2 separate regions of the Sus scrofa genome follow, and region 1 is linked to region 2. The links are chromatin contacts, called in public Hi-C maps. All regions are on one chromosome and are shown on one strand. Each heading gives the region's core, a stretch centred on a gene start, on an enhancer-like site or on the middle of the called end of the contact. The rest is flanking DNA. Distances are from core to core; before and after follow the strand shown. Region 1 overlaps LOC110260243 (a long non-coding RNA gene). Region 2 overlaps ZFPM2 (zinc finger protein, FOG family member 2).

Region 1 (6,545 bases), core at 2,667-5,166, 700 kb before region 2:
AATCAGAGCTGCAGCTGCTGGCCTATGCTATAGTCATAGCAACATGGGATCCAAGCCACATCTGCGACCTACACTGCAGCTCACAGCACCACCAGATCCACTGAGCAGGGCCAGGGATTGAACCTGCATCCTTATGGATACTAGTTGGGTTTGTTTCCCCTTACTTTCAATTCTTTTGAGTATACATCTAATTGCTGGATCATATGATAATTCTATTTTAATTTTTTTGAGAAAATACTGTTTTCCACAACAGCCGTGCCATTTTATATTCCCATCAACAATGTACAAGGGTTCCAGTTGATTCATATCCTTGCCAACACTTGTTATTTTCTAATTTTTTTAAAAAAATAGCAGTCATTCTAATGGGTGTACAGTGGTAGCTCCTTGTGGATTTGATTTGCATTTCTCTAATGATTAATAACACTAAGGATTCTGTTTGATTTGCTTATTGGCTATTTGAATATCTTCATTGGAGAAACATCTATTTACCTGTAGGAGCCTACATTTTAAAAAGTTGATCAATCTTTTTTTTACTTTTTTCAGGTTTTCCAGGATTTAACTTCTCTTCAATAAACAGCTAATTTTTGCCTCTTCTATGGAGCTATCTCTTATTCCCCTAGGTAAAATTAGCTGCTTTCTCTTCTGTTTTTCATCTGTATCTTGTATAGCCTCTTAAAACATTTATTCTAGTACCTTGTAATCATCCTATCAACAAATGTGTTTCCTCTTCTCTACACATGAGGTCAGCAACCATGTTTTATTAATCTTTGCACATATATTATTTATTACTGTATCTGGCACATGATAGGTACTTAGTGAATGTCTATTGATGAGTAAGTCAGTATATTCATTGTCTACTTTTAAGATAAAAATGTTTATTTTTATAGACAACTGAATATTTCTACCATGGCTTCTTAGGAAATTGATAAATTTAATTGATGTCTATTAAGCCACCCTGCTTTATTGCTTGATCTTCACTACTAAAAATAATTGGTAATTCTCAATTCTGATAGAAGATTAAGATTATCTAAATTCCTGGGTTTAACCTCAGAGATGCTAGGTGAGGTCTAGGTACTGTATTTTTAATAGTTCCTCAGATAATTCAAATGTGTGGCCAGGGCTGAGAACCATGAAAAATCACCGAAAACTGTGACTGCCAAGTCTATTGCTCCCTTCTGGCTTTCTGGGGCTGAGTCCACTAGTGTCACATTGTAGGTAACAGCTAACACATTCATGAAAATTCATCTGTAGATCTACTCACTTCCTAAATTTTCTTGCCTGTATTGAAATAATCCGACATCTCCCCTCTGTCCCTCACATCTCTTATAATCAATCATATGACAATCTACTTAGTAGTCCACCAGTCATGAAGCTGTTTCTATTTTATTTTAGTTTGAGAGACAGAGTGCAGGTATTATTAATCCAGGCATTTTGAATCCATGGATTCAGGTAAGAAGCATGACATATCTCTAAGTCTGAGCTATTTCCATGTGAAATGTTATCACAGTTGGCAGAGCAACATTGGTAACCTCTTTGCATGAGTAGATGTGGATTTTATAATTACTTATGACTCTGCCTCTTTTATTGTCTCTGGCTCTAGCCTTGGCATTCTTTTAATGTGCATTTCTGTACAAATTAGAAAAGCAAGAGTTAAGATGTAGAACTTAGGTGTCTGGCCACAGATGTTCAGAGCAATTCAGCGTGTCAAACTGAGGTCAAATGAATAGGGAATGTCATTACTAAATGGTAACATTTTTCTGAGAGCTTTAAAGAAATTCAAGTCCTTTTTGAATCTACATTAAAAAAATTTTTTTTTCAGGGTGATAGGTTGCACTTCTAGTTCTTGTGAGAAATTTGTACATTAAAATGATTTCAAATTTAACTATTCTAGAAATCAACTTTCTAAATAGCATGTCAGGCAGCACCAGCAGAAGACATACAGTTTTATTTGAGATATAGATTTTTTTTAAGCTCAATGAGATACAATTTGTTTATTTATAAAGCTGATGTGACTTATGCCTGTATATCTTTGGGACATATTAACAGAGCCACTGGGGATTAGATCGTGTTTCCAAATTCCATGATCCGAATTCTAGGTATCTTCTTATAGCTCATTAAGTTTAAAATTTTACAATATTCAGAAGTTTAGGACAAACTTTATACCAGTTTGGAAGCTAACAAAATGAACTATATACCTGCATACCCCTGCTGTGTATTATGATAATATACTTTGATAAACAGGGGAGTTGTATATAAAAATTATGCGTATTTAATGCAAATGATAGAGCATTTATGGTTCAGAATTTGCAAAAACGGATCAAGGACAAGCCGAGTTATTAACATTTTAGTGCACGCCATCCCTGTCATGCGTATAAGGTACCACATCACATAGTGAACAAGATAAAAGTGTGGATTTGTACCTCTTAACTATCTCTAGAATAGAGGTAAGCAGAAATACAGCTAAATAGATAGTGGATTGGCTTAGCACACACTCTTGGTACCTCACATGTATCTTCAGACCTTTACATTTCCGGCACTCATGCTGATTTCCAGTTGTTTGCATCTCTAGCTTTTTGTCTAAAGACTTTTTCTGAAGCAATGGAAGTATGCTCAGCTCATTTGTGAAGCAGGATGGAGGGACAAGGGAATTTTCTCTTTGTAGACACAGCCCTCAACCAGTGATGGATGGGAATTGATGGTTAAATACTTCAGGTCCCTTTTCCACAAGTGGGAGAACTCTGAAGTATGCATTCTATTCCATCTCCCAGTTGGGGCAACTCACTGGATTTAACACACCAATAAACACCCTTTATTGTCTTATTGCTTTATTGGCACTCTTTCCATCTATGTTACATCCTGACTCCTGTACCAGCATTTGCTGCACTTCCCAAACTTGCAAACAAATCCTTGTCTTAAGGTCCACTTTTGGGATAACTCAAACTATGAATATTGACAATGGTATGTGCTTTTTTAAACTTTTGTTTTAAAATGGAAACTTATGGGAATTGACCTAAAACATATTTACAAAGGGATATTCTAGGAACTTGGTGGCTTTGAGCAACTCACACCATCTTCCTGAGCCTCAACTTCCTTATTTAGAAGAAACAGATGAAATGATTGATCTTACTTTGAAATTCTGTTATATTAAAGCCTGAATAGGGTTTCTTTATCCCTCATCTTAGTATCGTTTCCTCAATTTATGGCTCAATGTTACATCTCTGTGTTGGTAAAGATTAGTCTTTCAGGGTCCTCCTAGCCAATGTGAGTGGGGCTTCCAAAGCATCTTCCTGCTGGATGCATTCTTTGAGTTCCTTGTTCTCACGTGTCATCAGTACAGACTCTGGGTACCATTTCTCCTACTGTTTCCCCCTCATTTGAGGTTGATAGTCATAATCTTAGCTACAGAGCCCCCTTCTCTGCAAAACCCCTCACTTTCTTCTCCTTCCCTCCCAGGTTTATTCTGTCCTGACCCAATCAGAGTCTGCCTCTCTGTGGGGGCTCCTGCAGTCGCTCCTTGAAATCAGATCAAAGTATGAGCACTTGCTCCTCAATCTTATTTCATTTGTATGGTTTGTAAAAAAGGATCGCATAGCATACTCAATAAATGTGTAGAGCATGACAGGCTGATTCTGCAGTTGAAGTTGGTGCCTTTTCAGAGGTTGAAATATTTGTGAGAACCACCAGCACAGCTTGTTTTCAGGGAAATGGAAGTAAAGAAATGTGAAGTAAGAGGGGAACGCATACACTTTAAATATTTATTTTTAAAAATGCAAACAAGATTGTTATTTTCTAAGCTTTGGCTGGTCTGGAGAGGGCTGTCTCGGGTTTCCTGAGCACCTGCAGCTCTGCAGTCTGTCCTCTTGGCAGACAGAAAGGCATTTTGATTCTGGGTATTTGTTTTCTTTTGCTTGCAGCTATTCTTAGATTTGGAATAGACACGTGAATAGATAGTGTACTATGGAGAGAGCCTTATGGGGGCAACACAGCATTATTGTTGCTCAGAAGGGGCTTCCTGCAAAAGGGCTGTCACTCATCATGTTTTTCAGGTGGTTTATCTCAATTTATCGAGGCTTTGACATCCAGAGCCTCAGGATCACAGTAATTCCAACAGGCATCTCACAATCCAAATGAATGAGAACAGATGTAGAGATGTATGTAAGTTCTAGGTATTTTCACTTTGGTTTCAACTGGTTGTGAGTTTGTTTTCATTTCTCTATTGATGCAGCACCCCCCATTTTTATATTATATAAATCTTAGGCCTCAAAATGGTCTATACAGTGTTGAGTAAACTTGGTGATCTTAAAACAGTGGGTGATAACTGTGTATATATTATGATATAATACTAGAAGTTGGAGGCCAAGGAAGAATCAAATTCCTCATACCACTCCCCCCCCCAAAAAAATTATCTGATTGCCAATGAGTGTAGGTGAAAAGTTTTTGATATTTGATAGTGGATAACATGACGCAGACAAGATTTTGGTATTTGGCATAGAATCTGGCTTAGATGACTTGGGAAATATAAAGACAGGGCATGTGATAGAACACTTAAATGCAGTTCAGATATGTTCTACCAGGTGTATATGGTACATATACAGAACAAGAAATAGCAGCATCCCTCCTCTGTTTGTTTTACTTCCAGGGAAAGCTGAAGAGTTTCAGCAGATTTTTTGAAACAAATAAAGAACTTACTTCCAACATTAGAACCTGACTCCTTAATGATCAACTTTGAGAAAGGAAGAATCATTGCTTTCTCTAAGATATATCTGAATACAAATATAACCATGAATGTACACATCTTTTAAAGGAATTAAATATTTTTTGTATTTTCATTTTTCATAGTAAAATCTTTAAAAATATTTGTTACTAGTTTTTTTCATGATTCATTATGTCCTTTTAAATGTCCCTATTTTATTTTTGTTATTTTTTATCTTTCATGGTGCAGTTGTCTTACAGCCAATTAGTTGTGTAGCAAAACTGCTTGTGGTGAAATTACTTGAAGCAAAGATGTTTAAGGTGAAACTACCAGACTCCATTTATGTGGACTTGATTAGGCCCATGACTAAGCACTAAAGCATTGAAACAAAACACTAGAACACAGAACCTCCTGGAGGAACCAGATAGCCAACCGTCAAAGAAAGAGAGGTCCTCAACTCCCACCCCAGGAATGAATTAGGATGACAGTGATGTTCAAATGCAACAAAACTTCCAGTGTGGGGTGGTGGACTTACTCATATCTACTAAAACATGTGATGATTTTAGGGGTTTCCAAGTTACTCTATTCACATTTGTTCTGAGTAGGCTCAGTTTTATTACTGTCTTGAACTGAAGAAGTTCCCCAGGTTAGCAGGTCATTTTTAAACTCTGTAATCTTTCTAGTTTAAATCTGGTCAAGGGATGGAGTTCCTTTCATGGCGTAGCAGAAACGAATCCAACTAGGAGCCATGAGGACTCGCGTTTGATCCCTGGCCTCGCTCAGTGGGTTAAGGATCCAGTCACAGACTTGACTCAGATCTAACATTGCTATGGCCGTGGTGTAGGCTGGCAGCTGTAGCTCTGATTAGACCCCTGGCCTTGGAACCTCCCTATGCCATGGGTGCAGCCCTAAAAAAATAAAAAGCAAAAAAAAAAAAAAAAAAAAAAAAATCTGGTCAAGGGAACTTAGTGGTGGGTAAAGCAGAAGTGGTTCAGAACTCTCAAAAGGACCTAGACTCTTTTTTGCCTACATTCCAGCAAAGCCTGGTTGGGAGGGTGGTGGTGGCAAGAAATGTCTAGAACCAGCCTATCTGTTGATAATTCTCAGCAAATAATCGTGGCTGGGCTTTGAGGCAGCTCCAGAAAGAAGTGACCTCAAAAAGGTATTTATCCTGTGTCTTGTGTTTTAATAATGACTTTTCTTCTCCAGATTTGAAGCCCATATTGGAAGTCTCTTTATTTTTTCTTTTTGGTCGTATCTTTATTCCACCTTAGTATGTCATGGACAATTATGTTCATCAGATATGCTCCCACATTCCCGAGCCCCAGGAAGGTAGGTAGGCCATCTGGATAGTCCTGGCCAGTGAGATGATGCTTGTCAGTGCTAAGCTGAGGCAGGAAAAAAGCCTATGGAAGATCCTGCAGTGTCTCTGTACTCTGTATTGGAGGATAACAATGTTCCCGATAGTGGTGCCTCCGTCAGTCTCTGTTCATGAGTAACTAGTGTGAAAGACAGTCCTGTTTTGACTCCCATTGAGCAGGTAGTGTGTGTGAGAAATACACTCTTGGTGTATTCAGTCACTGAGAATTCAGGGTTATTTGTTACCATAGTGTAATCTCTCTGTCTTGACTAATGGAGAAATTGGTACCTGAAAGTGACAGGACACAGTTCCTTTGCTTGAGCAAGTGTTTGAATGAACAGCCTTGACTAATTTGGTTTCTAACTAAAATCTGCTGACACAGTAGAATTTGAATTTAAAGGTGCTATTTAAAAGCCCTACTCATTGACAAACATTTTTAAAGTATAGTTTTTAGAATCTAGTGGCTCCAGAACGTCTTAATAGCTCTCCCTC
Region 2 (7,403 bases), core at 3,479-5,978:
ACACAATATTGCCTACGAATTAAATGACATTCACTCCTATCCATGAATTCATTTTTAATCACTTAAAATGTGACTTACTGACCAAATTAATGAAACAAACCAGCCCACACTAGCTTGACTCTAAATGAAAAAGAATTTATTTTTGAGAAACACTGAAAGGTAGCAGATAAGTTACTATATAAATACAAATATAAATAAAGCATTTTCAGAAGAAAAATCCCAGGGCAGTTAATTCTAGTTTTCCTAATCTTTTTTTTTTTTTAAGTTAGTTTTGGCTCACCATGAAATGTACAAATCTTAAGTGTACAATCCAGATATAGAGTATATATCCATCACCCTAGAAGATCTCGCATATTCCAAAAGACAACCACTGTTGATGTCTCTTCACAGATTAGTTTTGTCTCCTCTTAAACTTAATATGAATGGACCCAAATGAATTGAATCATATACTTGATGACTTCGTGCTCAGCGTCATGTTTTAGAGACTCATTCATGGTTTTTTTTGTGTATCGTAGTTCTTTGTATTACTGTTCTTTTTATTTTATTCTATTACATAATAGCTACGAGAGGTTTTCAGACTGCTCTTAATAAAAACCATTTTCCTCTTTTGAGAATCTGTGGCTACAGATGTGAAGGGAACAACCCAAATATCCATCAGTAGGAAAATGGTTGAACAGGTGATGGGAATGGAATCATAGGCATCTGCAGCAATGGATCCCTCAAAAGAGGGACACAGCTTTTATTGAGACAGTCTAAAACCTCTAGTAGCTATGGCCTCAAATCAGCAGACATTTAGACCAACAGAGGTCTGTTGGGAAAAGGAATCCTTTGCTTTTGTATTTCAGTGACCTTAAAGTTCTGTTGACCCCAGTCAGTCTTTGGGAATCAAAGCAAATTACATCACTAGATGTTCCTATATTTCCAGTTGTATCTGTCATCTTCTTGACTGCCTAACCAAAGCGATTCAAAGATGAATAAAATTTAAAGTTTTTTCTAATGGTCTTGGTGTGCAAATATACATGGGCTTCTTCACTTTTCGAGTCTTTATTTCTCTTTGTCTTATTAATTGCCTCTCACAGAGCAACAGAGCTATCTTAAAGGCACTTTGAAATCCCTGGATGAAAACAGTCAAAGCCATAGAAAATATCAGCATTTTTATATCAGTTAATAGGCCATGGAAACTATGAAAAGAATAACCAGAAAGACAAATGAATGGCCAAGAGGTAAAACAATTATTTAAAAGAGAAATAATGGGTAATAGTAACCAAGGTTCTGAGAGCAGGAATAAAACATGTATCAGGAGGAGATGGAACTTCAAGGAAAGTGGTTCATTTCGACTTAATTAGAGGAGTGTGAACACGGACACCACCAGACCCTATCAGATAGCTTTGGTACTCTTCATATGAATTAGCCAAAGCATTTGGAATAATCATAGAAAATGGCTTGGTCTGTGTTTTGTGGAAGACTATGCAATGGAGAAATACATTTTTGAGAAACTTCTCAGAACGTAATCTGCTCAGATATTTTTTAAAAAGAGCAAGTAAAAAATAAAATCCTGAGAAACGAGAATCATACAGTTAACAGCAATTGGCTGCTGTGCCCTAACCTTCAACTCTGAAAGTATGATGAACTAATGCGGTTGATCTGTTAGTTGAAACAAATGTTCAAAAATGTTGGAACGGAAGCCTCTGAGACATGAGGGAGTGAATTGGTTCTCTGGCCAGCCAAAAAGTCCACTGATCTTAGAGGATGGGCAATTCATTTGAAAATACAGGAATAAATAAATGATTTTCTATAAAAGCGAAAGAGATGGCGTTAAGACAAACATAATCACTACTAGGTATTTATAACAACATTTCTCTTTTTTACTTAGAAAGGGCTATATAGATGTATGTATGGAGATTAATTACAAACTATCTTTAAAACTTTAATTAAAGAATAAAGTAACTTAGATACAAAATTTCTTCAAACCTATGAAGAAATACATCCCTATAGAATTGTTTTTCATTCAGGTAGACTCTTTAAATAGTTTTAGGATAAAGATGATAATTTCTTCAATTGTTTACATGAGTTCCAAATTAAAGCCACTCTTTTCTTTAAAAAAGGTTAAGGATAGATAAAACGTTTTACACATTAAGATTTTTATTTTCTTAAAATTTTTCATGAGAGAGCAGTTAAAGAATTGCTAGCATATATTTGGAAACATAACTGCCTTGGAATGGAAAAAATGTCTTTTGTTTTATCCTGATACTAACAAAGAGTTTGGAGGAGAATTATAAACTCTTTCCTGAACTCTTTTAGGGGACGCTTCTTGTCTTATGAATAATCAGCTAATCTTAGAAAACTTCCTTGAGGAGTTCCCGTCGTGGCGCAGTGTTAACGAACCCAGCTAGGAACCATGAGGTTGTGGGTTCGATCCCTGGCCTCGTTCAGTTGGTTAAGGATCTGGCGTTGCTGTGAGCTGTGGTGTAGGTCACAGATGCAGCTTGGATCCCGCATTGCTGTGGCTGTGGTGTAAGCTGGCGGCTACAGGTCTGATTGGACCCCTATCTTGGGAACCTCCGTATGTGGTGGGTGAGTTCCTAGAAAAGATTAAAAAAAAAAAGAAAAAGAAAAAGAAAGAAAACTTCCTTGAAAAAAAAAATCCCTAGAAACTCTTAACCAAATATATTTGTAAATTAAACTTAAGTCATTTTGGGATTAGAGAGCTGAGGCTTTACTTTTTGGGTGTTTTTTACTTGTTGTTTCTCATTTGTGGGATTCCCTGGTAACATTTGGCTTTGCCTCTAGCATGGCTTGGTTCTGTAGGAAAAATCTTTATGGAACCCCAGCCAAAATCCATTTCAGTTTCATTTCCATTTTGAGTACTAGAGCTTACAATGTTGTAACGGGTGTCCAGCATAGGCAACACTTTCTCTCTCTGCACTAAAAAACCCGCTGCAGATAATAGTTTAAAATAGTGATGGAGGGGAATGAACCCCCACCCCCGCCAATGAATTAAAGCAGAATGACAAGGGCAAAATTAAATATTGTACTTGTGTTAGACAGTGACTCTAACAATAAAGAGTATGTCTGAGCATACATACACCTGCACATGTACATATATGTATAAATATGATAATACAAATTATTCATATGTACGGACAAATATACCTTTCTTTCATAACCATAGCTAAATTTGCTAATTGTGAAAATGGAACTTCTAGTATCACCATGCCCCCTAGCTCCGTGTTAAAGTACTGTTCAGTTTTGAATAATGGGATGGTTATTGTGTGTCTCCTTAAAGCATTAGGATCTCTTAATAAACTCTCACTAACACTATATAGCATTTCAGATCAAATATAGGCTCATAGGATGCATCATACTGTGGACACAAAATAAGTGATAATTAATACAGAACATAAAACAGTGCCTTAAAGCAGCCAGTTCATTTTCCTCTTTAGCTACACCAGCAAGTGGGCTGGGTTCTATAAACAAGAGGGGGGTGTTATGCTTTGAATTGCCAAAATTTGAAAGCAGAGAAATGCCTCAAGTAATCAAAAACCGTGAAGTTGGCAGAACAGTAATATCTCTAATCTGATGAAAAAAATTTTAGTCTAAATTTTGTAAACTTGTGTGAGTTGCTTAACAAACAAGCTTTGAAAACCTAATTCAGTGAACAAATTAAGAGGGGGGATTGCCTCTTGGCAACCCAGGTTGAAAATAAAAACTGTGGGAGAGGACAGGAAACAAAAATAGAAGGGCAGAGTTTACAGTTAATAACAGTTTTGAGGTTTGCAGGAATGTGGAATGATTTTTTGGTTTTGTTCTATGAGGAACTAAGCCTGAAGAGACTAAAGTATTCATTGGGCTTTTAAAATTTCTGTGACTATATGTCTGCATAAACGCCTTGCCCTAAGAACTCCAGTCTTTCTCCTGTGTAGTCAGGGGGATACAATATGTTGGATAGAGAAAGAAATCTGTAAAACTCACCTGCCCAAAATAAGGGAATTATATTTTCGATTGTTAGACCGCAGACCTCTGGAAGACTTTTCAGCTTCGAGTGGTCTGTTGGCAGTGTAGTTTCAATAGAGACTCCAGGGAAGTGCCAAGTCTAACTTCACTTTCCCCCCTTTCTTGTTTAATCCCCGTGCTGCTCTGTGATTTTTTTCTTTTTTTTTTTCATGGCTGGCTAAAGTTGTGTCAACGGGACACTTGTACCACAAAGCCTGAAATGTTAAAGAAAGCTACAAGGAACAGCTTTGAGGCAAGGTTTCAAGCTTTGTCATCACGCTTGAAGAATTTTCTGTTTAATGTACTGTAATGCAGTATTCAATGGGGACACGTTTAATTGAGTTTTACAGAACCCAGTTGGGAGTAGAGCTGCAAGGTAGGTGATGTCTAGGTTTTTAATCTTCCACTCCGGAGAGGCTTGTTGACGGAGAGGTTCTTTCTCTTTGCAAGAAAAAAAAAGGAAGCATGAGAAATGATACATCCGTGGATAAAACCAATTGGCAACCCCCAAAGGAATGAGGGCGATAAGGCGAATCCAGCACTTGTAAGAAATAAAAGAATCCAACTGTTCATTTAAATGAGAAACAACACCCGCGATGGAGGAGGCAGGGAGGCTGGGCGCAGGAATGGGGAGGAACCCAGACTGACAAATAGAAGCAGTGATGCTGGGAGAAGGAATTCTAGCAAACAATCATCGGCTTGTTAGGGGGATTATCAGGGAGATACTTGCTGGTGTGTGTTTTTAAGGAAAATAAGAGGGAGAAGGGGGCATTTTTACATTGGGAACAATGAAAAACTGGCAGAAATGAGTCCAGAGGGAGCTGCTCTTACACAAACAGCGCTTAAAATAAATCACGATTTCTTCCTAAAGTCCTCACCTAACCCCCGCATCAACCTGGGTAAAAATAGCACCGGACCCTGTCAAAAAAACAAAATAATACCTTATATATCTGCTCCAAGGTATTAAACTTTCTTAGCACAGACAGCCCCCTTTTCTCCTTCTTTAGCAGCGAGGCAGGCAAAAGCACGAAGCAGCTGCAGCATCACAGATTGCATTTCTGTTTTGTCTCCATGACACTAGGCCTAATATGTAGCTCCATAGTTGGCTGGGGCAGAACCTTTTCCAAAAAACCGCTTTAAATATTTGTTACAAATTTTCTGGTCCCCAGCAGAGGAGGGCAACTAGATAAAGGGTTGTTCTGTACACTAATATATTGAAAGGAACGTGAGTCCTCCATCACTGGTTTTTTTCTGCTGAATCTTTTAGGACTATCCATTTTGATGCTGTCCCCAGTGGTGATGGCTGGTTTGAATGTGCCTGTGAGCCCATCCCAGTAAAAAAGAGTGTGCATGATAACACAGATCCCTTCGAATTCCTGCACTCCACCTGCAATGAGAGACAACACTCTAAGAATGTTCTGCTATCTTTCATCAGTGTTTGTGGCATGCAGATAACTAATGCATTGTTGCCTGTCAGGATCCTTGCTAATTTGGGGCTGCTGACATGGTGCTTGGTAGTCTACTCTTTGATATATTATTGCCATGATAAGCCCTGCGTTTTCATCCTTTAAAATTAATTTGCTTTACTCAACAAATATCTCCAGTGCTAGGTCCTGGGAATAATGTGGAGAATCATTTCAACACTGTCCTTGTCCTCATAGAGTTTACAGTCTAGTGGGGAAAATATAACAATCACGCCAACAAATAGAACATTGGAGATGATTAGGATTGGGATGTCGATAGTAAAAACATGAAAATAAGTTTTGTTTCATTCCTAAAGTTGATCTGAGACCCCTGAGGTCATCTTATATAGATCACTTTGCTTGTTACACATAGTCACTCGACAAACATTTGTTATGCACCTACCATGTGTCAGGCATTGTTCTAGGTGCTAGCTACAGAAGGGTGATCAAAACATGCAAACTTCTGTTCTCATAGGGCGTAGGGTCCAGCATATTCTCATTTAATTTTTATTTCAATCTTATAAAGTGATCATTATTGTGATGATTTCATCCAACATTGATAAAACATCTCGAACTTCATTTTTGCTTTTGTTATCTAATCCAACATGTGCATCATTCATGTGAAGTAGATAGTAGTTTATTTTACAGAAGAAAACTTGGAGACACAGGAAAAAAAAAATAGCTATAATATAAGCCTCCTAATTTTTTTTTCTTTTTTTAATTGAAGTATAGTTAACGTATAACATTATGTAAATTTTGGGTGTGCAACATTGTGGTTCACAATTTTCAAATATCATATTCTATTTATAGTTACTACAAAATATTGACTGTACTCCCTGTGCTGTGCTATATATCCTTGTAGCTTATTTGTTTTATATGTAGTAGTTTATACCTCATAGTCCCCTACCCTTATATTGCCCCTTCCTCCTTTCTTCTCCCCACTAGCAACCAGTGGAATGTTTTTTATATAAGCATCCTAATTTAATCCAATATAATTTTGACTTATTACTATGGTCTTTGTCTCTGTGATTTGTAAATTTTTTTATTATAGTTGATTTAGTGTTTTTTCAATTTCTGCTGTATAGCAAAGTGACCCAGTTTTATACACACACACACGCGCACACACACACACACATACACACACGCACACACGTTCTTTTTCTCATATTATCTTCTGTCATGTTCTGTCACAAGTGATTGGATATAGTTTCCTGTGCTACACAGTAGGACCTCATTGCTTATCCATTCTAAATGTAATTGCCTGCCTCTACTAAGCCCAAATTCCCCCTCCATCCCACTCCCTCTCCTCCCCCTTGACAACCACAAGTCTGCTCTCCATGTTTGTGAATCTGTTTCTGTTTTGTAGATAGGTTCATTTGTGCCATATTTTAGGTTCCACATATAAATGATATATATGGTACTTGTCTTTCTCTTTTTAACTTATTTCACTTCATATGAGAATCTCTTGTTGCATCCAAGTTGCTGTAAATGGCATTATTTTGTTCTTTTTATGGCTGAGTAGTATTCCATTGTGTATATGTACCACATCTTCTTAATCCATTCACCTGTTGATGGAAATTTAGGTTGTTTTCATGTCTTGGCTATTGTGAATAGTGCTGCAATGAACATAGGGGTACATGTATCTTTCTGAATGAAAGTTTTGTCTGTATATGTGCCCAGGAGTGAGATTGCTGGATCATATGGTAACTCTGTATTTAGTTTTCTGAGGAACCTCCATACTGTTTTCCCTAATGGTTGCACCAATTTACATTCCTCCCAACAGTGTGGGAAGGTTCCCTTTTCTCTAGCATTTGTTATTTGTTGACTTTAATGACCAGTCAAGGTGGTACTTCACTATAGTTTTGATTTGCATTTCTCTGATAGTTGTTACTGTGATTTTTTTTTTTTTTCATTTTCACAGAAGTCTAGAACAGTGTTTTGATTTTT

Evidence for each region. A called contact is a pair of places that touch in the nucleus more often than the background predicts.
Region 1: a contact with region 2 is called in a Hi-C map of fetal heart ventricle, with 2.4 times the contacts expected there. The contact joins two enhancer-like sites.

What each region holds. Positions count from the first base shown.
Region 1 is chr4:32,446,727-32,453,271 of Sscrofa11.1, reverse strand. The region is part of intron 2 of LOC110260243 (a long non-coding RNA gene); the gene reads left to right. Among named protein-coding and RNA genes, the nearest start is that of LRP12, 250 kb to the left of the region's middle. Within about 2 kb of position 3,916, at least 3 of the 83 cell types and tissues checked have an H3K27ac peak or open chromatin away from gene starts, as enhancers often do.
Region 2 is chr4:31,745,761-31,753,163 of Sscrofa11.1, reverse strand. The region is part of intron 4 of ZFPM2 (zinc finger protein, FOG family member 2); the gene reads left to right. Among named protein-coding and RNA genes, the nearest start is that of ZFPM2, 250 kb to the left of the region's middle. Within about 2 kb of position 4,728, at least 9 of the 83 cell types and tissues checked have an H3K27ac peak or open chromatin away from gene starts, as enhancers often do.